Regions from separate parts of the Zea mays genome. Here region 1 is linked to region 2. Evidence: chromatin contacts called from public Hi-C data. All regions are on one chromosome and are shown on one strand. The core of a region is the stretch at or near the end of the contact, and the rest is flanking DNA. Distances in the headings are between cores, read along the strand shown.

What was found. A called contact is a pair of places that touch in the nucleus more often than the background predicts.
Region 1: a Hi-C map of ear shows a contact between it and region 2, with 1.9 times the contacts expected there. The contact joins the promoter of LOC732806 here to the promoter of LOC100280120 in region 2. A contact is called at or near these places in 2 of 25 Hi-C or Micro-C datasets (bundle sheath and ear).

The regions. Positions count from the first base shown.
Region 1 is chr9:36,437,916-36,442,509 of Zm-B73-REFERENCE-NAM-5.0, forward strand. It overlaps LOC732806 (restorer of fertility 2), which reads left to right and starts at 3,202. Exons shown (of 11, transcript NM_001112421.1): 1 at 3,202-3,554. The coding sequence starts at 3,455.
Region 2 is chr9:35,687,470-35,692,004 of Zm-B73-REFERENCE-NAM-5.0, forward strand. It overlaps LOC100280120 (Aspartyl protease APCB1), which reads left to right and starts at 3,136. Exons shown (of 9, transcript NM_001153056.2): 1 at 3,136-3,765; 2 at 4,022-4,142; 3 at 4,304-4,515. The coding sequence starts at 3,293.

The sequences.
Region 1 (4,594 bases), core at 1,952-4,451, 750 kb after region 2:
TGATAAGTAGCACCAGCATTTTTAGGCCAAATGTCATGACAACCCACTCAAATAAACCAATGAAGCCTGAACATATAAAGGCCTTTTTGGAGGCGCCAAACACTCAACAAGAACCGTGGCGGTGCTCTCTGGTCAGGCGCGGACGGTCCGCGACACAGGGCCGGACGGTCCGCGACCTGGCGCAGGAGCTAGGGTTCCCTGCCTGACGGCCGGATGGTCCGCGCCCTAGGGCCAGACGGTCCGCGCGTGCGCAGGGGCGGCGGAGGATCGCCGGCGGCGCCTGGATCTCGCTCCCAGGAGGGACCCCGTCGGGGAGTAGAGATCCTAGGTGGTGTCTAGGCTCGGGTAGATTGACCTAGACTACTCTAATCGACGTAGAGTCGAAGAGAAGCGGAGGATTTGGGGATTGGAAGACTAAATCTAAACTAGACTAGAACTACTCCTAGGATAAAATATAAATTGTATTGGTTGAAGGTTCGATTCGTTCTCCCAAATCGGCCGTATACCTCTCTATTTATAGAGGAGTGAGGCTGGACCCGTTACAAACAAATCTCCGAGTTTATCCCGAGATTCTCGCCAATGAACATAGCAAGAAACTCGGAACCCTAATATGTTCTGCGCCTGCGCGGACCGTCCGGCCCACAGGCGCGGACTGTTCGGACCGCGGACCGTCCGCCCTCAGGGCCGGACCGTCCGCCGGCTCAAATTAGTGCTCAACAGATGCATAAGCATTTGACTAGTTACCCTTAGGGCGTGTATAACCTTGAGTTATTGGCTCGATTAGTATAAGAGAAAACTAAGAGACTTCATGATACAATTCTGATCCTATAGATCATAAGTGCAGTTAGTAGACAATATGTATCGATAGTCGTGTGGAGACAAACTCTTCCTGAAGAGCTCGTCTCTTGATTTTGTTTTCACTTACATCTCTAGAGACCCCATAATTAATGGGATTGTAATGCCCTTACAGCTACAAATTTGTAGAGTAATTTATAGCCGTCTTAAGAACACATATGTTTTCATTTATTATTATAAAAATACTCATATATTCAATATATCTATGACTATTAGACTATTAATTAGTGTTCTTTTCTTGCTCTATTATAATTGTTTACCTTTATTTACAAATAATTGACGATATTTCAATAATATAATACATTCACATTTTTTCTTTGTTTTGTAGCCAATATATATTTGGATACGGTTTATGTGTCAAGTCAGATATAGATATGCTGTATGTCGACGGATATAATATTTTAGCTGCTAATCTTCTGTACGTGACAGCACTGCCTGACGGTACATAACGCTTTCTCTGTGTGAGCCCGCCCACTTCAAGCATGACTACAAACGCGATTAGGCGGCGATTCACAGAATTTCATAAAATGATTTTTTCTCTCTCTCTAGATGATAACTTTTTAACTAATAGTTACTTGCTACCTCATAGATCCAATTTCAAGCATGACTACCTAAGCTTAACTAATTTAAATTATTATTTTTTTTGTCCAAACTAGTAAGTAGGCCTAACTCATAGATCCAAATATGCCCTAGCCCACGGACATACTTGCAGCCGGCGACAACTAATTTCACCATAGTATCCTACTACCAATGTCATAATTACTGCTTTCCTTGGTTAATCCCATAATTTCAACGGCCAGAAATGAAGATGAGGTAGTTTTTTTTTCTTCCCTTAAATTAGAAAAGTCCACGGCCTCACCATCTGAACCTGCTGGCCTGGTGCAGCTAGTAGTTCACACACCCCACCACCCTTTTGTGGGCCCCACATCCATCCCATCCACAGCGCCAGCCTCATCATATATCCATTCAGATCAAGTATAATAATAAGCTCTAAACCTGACATTAAAAAGTAGAGCGAGTAATGTTTTATGTAAGAGCTAGGTGTTACATGAGTTTAAAGATAAAATGATGAAAAAGAAAAAGACGAGAGATTTATCTAAGAGCCAACCTTAAAATCAGCTTTATTATATAAGTGTGTTTATTATTGGTTCTAGTTCTAGATGATATAATCTATACTATACTTAAAGCTACAAATAACCCCTCACAGCTATTTCAAATTAATCTGCTGCACGTCTATAGATGCCAAACGATGCCCGACACGGGCTAGATGCATGCGGGCCACAACTATAGCACAGGCACGTCATGTCAGTCTGCTAACTATGTCGGGCCAGCCCGTTAGCCCGTCGATCCATTTAATTAAATCGGCACGCGGGCCACAATTATGGCACAAACACTTCATGCCGGTCTGCTAACTGTGTCGGGCCAGCCCGTTAGCCCGTCGATCCATTTAATTAAATCAGCGTAAAATATTAAAAAAATGGTGCAGGAGGTGGGGTTCGAACACATGCCCCTGATAGAAGAAGTGCAGGAGACACTAGGTGAAACTGTCTAACCACTAGAACATCACACTAAGATATTTTTAATATTGAATATAAATTGTATATAGGTATATACGTTTTTTTGTAAAATAGAAAAATAATCGTGTCGGGCCGGGCCAGCACTACGGGCCGAGGCTACAGCCCAAGCACGACACGACGTTCTTGGCTCTTGAAAGCATTAGGTCGTTTCTGAGACCACAATGGACTACATGGTGTTTGAGGTTGCTGAATTGGATGGAGCAGCAATGATTTGTCACACTAACAACAAAATGAAAGGTTATTTGTTGGTTTTAAACGTTAGTAATTGCTATGAAGTAGCATAAGTTATATGGAGCGTATCCAGTTTTATTGATGCCTGATTTTAGCAATCACTCCATATTTTGATTTATCTTTTTTATAAGTTTGACTTGGGACTTATTTTAGAAACTTGATCTCATAAACTCTCTTATTTGGTCTCTGTATGATGAAATTATGTCATTTTATAATCTCTATTCATTCAGTCAATCGTTGTGAACTCTCTTCTAATCGCTCACTTTATTGGCCGTGTTGTACCAAGACATATTTGCATGGAGTAAACAATAACATCAGTTAGCCAAATCAAAAAATATATTATACAGAGAGCGGAGACAATCAATAAAAAATCTTGAAATTTTTTGATGGATAGTTTACGTGGGTATTGTTGTAAGCCGTCGCGGGCAACCGACTAGTAAGAATTTAAAGCTAACAATAAACTTTATTATTAAACTTGCTCTTAAAATAACGCCATAAACACCCTCGTTTTCCCATTCGAGCCCTGAAATCCCAAAAGCCCAAACCAAATCCAAGCGCAAGAGGGGGCAAAGCCGCAAAGGGGGAGGCACCAGGCACCGGCAGCCATTACTTACTGGTCCTCACTCCCACACCAACCAACCAACCTCCTCTGCCTGCCGCTTCTCCTGCTGCGGGCGGGCACTGCTGCAAGTACTAGAGGAGGACATCCGCTTCCATTACTGCGCCTGCGGAGGATCGGAGGAACCAGTAGCGGAGGCTTCGATTTTCGGCGGGCGCAATAAATTTCCCGCATGGCTCGGAGGGCCGCGTCCTCGCTCGTCTCCCGCTGCCTCCTGGCGAGGGCCCCTGCCGGCGCGCCGCCCGCTGCCCCCTCTGCGCCGCGCAGGACAGGTATTGTTTCGATTCATTGCTCCGGGCTTCTTGGACCTCACAATATGCCCGTACCACTAGTACACTGCTATGGATTTTGGTCTTGCGGCGGTCCCTGTTTCGTGTTCGTAACAGGATTTTTTTGTTCTCTATTTTTTTTGTATTACGGGTTCCTGATCTTGTCTTTGATCTTGTCTTTGTTCATGATGATACCACCGCATGCCCCCACCTCTGTTTCCCCCCGGGTTTCTTTGTTCGCTTCAAGGGGATCGGGATAAATATGTCGTGTGGTGTCATCTTTTTCTTGTTGCGCTTTGGATCTGATCAGTCGAGCAGGCATCACTATCTGAATTCCTGGGTGTTTAAAACTTGTGATGCCCGTGTGTAGAGGTGCGGTCTTTAGATTGTTGTCAGATTTGGCTTGCTTCCTTTTGCTCCATAGATCACTGCTGACGTAAAGGTTGTTGAACCTTGTAGATTTCGCCTTCTTTTTTTTTCAAAAAAAATATAAAAACACATACATGATTTTCACATGTAATCTCTCTACAATTAGTATCGCCTTTAGATTGTTGTCAGATTTGGCTGGCTTCCTTTTGCTCCATAGATGACTCCTGACGTAAAGGTTGAACCTTGTAGATTTCGCTTTTTTTTAAAAAAAAAACAAAAACACATACATGATTTTCTCATGTAATCTCTCTACAATTAGTTCTTCTGAGTGATCACCTCATCTTCATTTCTCTTGCTCTGTCTACCACTAGCTGTGTGTACAGTACCAGTCCTCATCTCTTGGAGATATCGGCCACTCGACTCTTCTGTCCAACGTCGCCTTTACCCACCATCGTCTTGCGTGCCTTCTGCAATTATGGCCATTTCCAATTCCACCTTTGCCCTCACCCTTAGGACTCGGGATGTGTGACTTCTTGGCCTTGTGCGTCATCACTGACACTGAGAGTCATGGCTTGAATAGGTGTTTGGACTTTTCCGCTCCACAGATAAGAATTTTCCGGGATACGATAAGATGCCGATTTTTTCCTCCGGTCCTTGTCAGCACTGTGGAAAAC
Region 2 (4,535 bases), core at 1,886-4,385:
AATCCATTTGTGTTTCAAAACATATAATTTCAGAACTTTATATTTATAAATTGGATACATGGCATGGATTTTCCAACCCAAAAAAGGTTAATAGCATGAAGACTTCTTGCCGCCAATTATTAATCATTTAATCTTAAAATTCAACGGCTCTTTTTTTAGAGACAGTTGTAGGAATATATGCGTGTGTGTGAGTGTGAGCGCGTACATGTTGAGTGTCTATGTCCGTACGACAAAAAAACTATGTACTCATATGTATCATGAAAGGGTAGTCAATTGCAAGGTGTCGAGAAATAGTGGTCCTAATAATATAATAATGATGACGCTCGATCGATGGTAATGACGGGTTCATATAGCTGCACACCAGACTGTACAAGCGCAACCAACCAACCAAAAGTCCAAAACCAAGTTAAGAACTCAAATACTAGGGCTGCGCATGCGTGGGTTAACATGAATTTGGGTCAGTTTTTGACCCACCCATTTCTAGACTGGTTTATATTATGAGTTACTCGGTTCCAACGATACATACTCCTACAGCTTATTAGCGGCATATTAGCGGGAAGGACCTGATGTCCTGATGCATGCAACGAGGGTAGAAAGAAATATGACCAACTTGTAAAAAAAATAGACAGCTCTTTGCTAAAAAAATAAAATAAAATACCTTTATAGTGTCAAAATTGCATTGGGTTTGTCATTATTTTCTACACATGCAGAGCAAGTGCATTTTTAACAAAATCGTTTAGGAAAACGACTCCTTTTTTTATTTGACGTATAAGACAAATGTCCATAGTGCTCACAATATCAGGCGTAGGGTCGCGAACCTGACATGGATGGCAGGTGCTGGGCAGGGAGGCGACAACGAGCGCTATAGAGGGGCAGGGCGTGATGCAGAGAGGGGGGCACCGAAGAGGGACATTACCGGGAGCTGGGGAAGAAGCCGCTTGGAGTTAGTTTTTTCGGGTGCGACTTCTCCCGCAAATATGGCTCCAACTGTTAATTGCTCTTTCTTGATAGCTGTTTTTTTGGCACCATTTGGGAGGGCTCTTGCAAGAGCTGGAGCTGGTTTGGAGCCCTCCCAAACATGTCTATAGTAGAGAGCAAGGTTACAAAAACCAACGATAAATCGTCTGATTTCTCGGAACTGTGGGACCCGAGGACATTTTTCCATCCGTTTTTTTTCTAAATTTCGTTCCAAATTTAATAAGTTTGAAAAAATAGGAAACAGAAAATATGATAAAATACTAGATGTTTTTCTAGTATATCTCATAATTTTATTTTTGTTTTTCAAATTAACCATCATTTTTGTTAAAAACAAAGAAAACGGGTAGAAAAACAACGAAAACTATAAAAAATACCGGTTTCTCGTCGAGAAATCTCCGAAAAACTGTTTTGTTTGAATTTTAAAACATAACCCGGTCAAAAAATTTGGAAAAAAACGACAAAGACTGGTTCCCCGGTAAAATTTGACGGTTCCAAAAATGGTTTGTCGAAAAATGATTATTTGAAAATTTTGAATTAAAAATGCCAAACCAGTCCGTTTTTCCTGGTTTTTACAGTTTTTCGGCGAAATTCCGAAACCTGGTGAGCGGTATTTAAACTTAAAACGGTAAGGTAAACCGTAGTAGGTAGAGAGCAAATGATCTACTCCATCCGGATAGCTTTGGTCCTCCTTGGTTAAAGGTTTTTTTTTTCTCGAACGCGCAGGAGGACTGCACGTCATTATATTAAGAAAGGAAAAGGTCCAAGAGGACCAAACTACAATGCCCGTAGGGCAAACAGAACACTTGACCACACTCTAAACCCTGCTCATAATAGCAGGAAGACCAAAACTTGCTAGCTGCTTAGCCCCAGCCCTCTCCCAACAACTTAACTCATTCAGAAATAAGCTTTTAACAAAACACATGGAAGGGTTTACACTATCAAAAACAGCTTTGTTTCTAGTCAGCCATATGCACCAAGACCCCAAAATAATGAGACTGTTGAAGCCTTTCTTTCTGAATTTGGGCACCTTCTTAAGCGCCTTCCTCCACCAATCAGCAAATGAGATTTCATCAACAGCAGGAATGAGATCCCCAAGACACAAGGGAACAAGAATAGCATGCCAAAATTGCCTGGCAAAACTGCAAGTACACAAAAGATGTTGCACTGTTTCCTGCTCTTGGTCACAAAGAACACAAACAACCGGATGTTGCAGCCCTCTCCTCCTTAGTCTATCAGCAGTCCAACACTTATTCCTTATCGTCAGCCAGAGGAAGAACTTGCATTTTGGGGGAGCCCAGGATTTCCACAAACGTTTCCATGGCTCAAACGAAATTGAACCCATGAAAAAAGCCTTATAGCAGGACTTTGAGGAGAACATCCCAGAAGAAGAGTGCATCCAAACATGTCTGTCAGCATCATGAGAGAGCCTAACGTTCCCCAAAGTATCCCACAACAACAGGTATTGCTGCAACCCACTCAAGGAAAGAGCACCACGAATATCACTGACCCAATGCCAATTATCCAGAGAGCCTGTGCCACCGTTCTAGAAGAATACGCCTATAGAATATTGTTTCAAACTTCAAAGGTATACGTATACTATTCGGCCGTATTTACTGAGAAGTTTGTACATACTAGTATATTTCCATAATTGTCACGCCGTGAAAACACCCCAGCGCATTAATTAATTCTAGAAACATACGTAGCTAGTCCACCACTAACTAGATGGATTGCCACACCACCAACAGCAAACATCACGCTGGTTTACAGCTTACAAGTGGCCACGACAGTGACAGGCAGGGAAGCGCCGTGCTCGTGCTGCGCATCCATACGATGCGACGCATACGGCCGCAACACGCGCGACGAGCGAGAGAGAAAGAGCAACGGGACCGACCTCTTTTTTTTTCCTGGGCAACTGAATCGCACGCGGAAATCCCCGTCATGCCCCCCAGAGGGACCACTAGCGGCCCCGCCCCGCCCCGCCCCCACCTCGCGGCGGCTCAAGTCAAACCGGGCGCGCTATACCTATAGCCAGCGCCATCCGCGACCCGCAGGCAGGCCTCAGCGGGGTCGTCGGGACTCGGGACTCGGTCCTCGGATTCGGAGGCGGACCAGTGATATACCAAACCCAGGCCGCGAAACAAACCAGTCGCCGACCTCCCTCCATCCTTCCCTCTCAGGCACGCAGCTCGCGTGGCATTGCGTTGCGCGGCCTGCTTCTCTCCGGTCTCCACCGCGCCGCGATCGACAGCCCGGCCAGCGAGCTCCTCTCCTCCGCCTTCTCCTCTTCTACCGCTCCCGATCACGCGGCCGCGACATGGAGGACGACGAGGGGAAGAAGCAGCACCAACGGATCATCCCCAACGCCAACGGCCACGTCATGATCGTGGTCCCCGACGACGCGCACGCGCACGCGCTGCCCGCCTCCGCCTCCGCTCCTCCTCGTGACGCCGACGGCCCAGACGAGGAGAGCGGGGACGAGGAGGAGCGGACGCCGGCGGGGGCCACGTCCTCGCTGTGGCGAGCAGCGGTGCTGGCGCTCGCGGCGCTGGCGCTGGCGGCGGCGGCCTACGCCTGCCTGTACGCGGGTGGGGACGACGACGCCGGCGCGGCCTGGCGCCTCTTGGAGGCGCGGCGGCAGGAGGACGGCGGCGACGACGAGCACCCGGGCGGCCGCACGTCCTTCCTGCTGCCGCTCTACCCGAAGCCACCACGCCGCGGCGGCGACGACTGGCCGCAGAATTCCACGTTATTCCCGCACTCGCTCGCCGGCAACCTCTTCCCGGAAGGGTACGTGCAGTGCAGTGCAGGGCGCTGCTGCAAGGATTCGGTTCCGTACTCCGTAGTTGCGTCCTCCGTTCCTTTCGATGTTGTTTTTAGTTTTTACATCCTCTCGAACAAAACTGACCGGGTTTCTACGAATTTGTTCTTTCCTTGTTGTTTAATTTAACTGCCTTTTTGCCGGAGAAGGACTGCGTCCTCCTTTGTTATTTATTAGCATCGCATTGTTTCCCATTCCTTTTAAATGTTTACCCCGTACGTGCAGGCTATACTACACCGCTATCTCTTTGGGCAGTCCTCCAAGGCCTTATTTTCTTGACGTCGACACTGGGAGCCACACAACATGGGTCCAGTGCGACGCGCCGCCATGCGCGAGCTGTGCAAAGGTATGCGCATAAAGCTTCAGCCACATGCTCGACGACGATGCTCTGCTTTACTACGATGTTGTTTGTGGCATGACGAGCTTAATAATCGGTGGAAAAACACGAAGTCCCCATTCCAAAATTCTTTAATCCTGTAATGAAAACATTGTCCGATGTTGTTTCAGGGAGCTCACCCTTTATATAGGCCCGCAAGGACGGCGGATGCACTTCCTGCCAGCGACCCACTTTGTGAAGGAGCCCAGCATGAGAACCCAAACCAGTGCGACTATGAGATCAGCTATGCCGACGGAAGCTCCTCCATGGGCGTTTATGTAAGGGACAGTATGCAATTCGTCGGCGAAGATGGTGAAAGGGAGAATGCAGACATTGTGTTTGGGTATGGGCCAACCTTCCAAT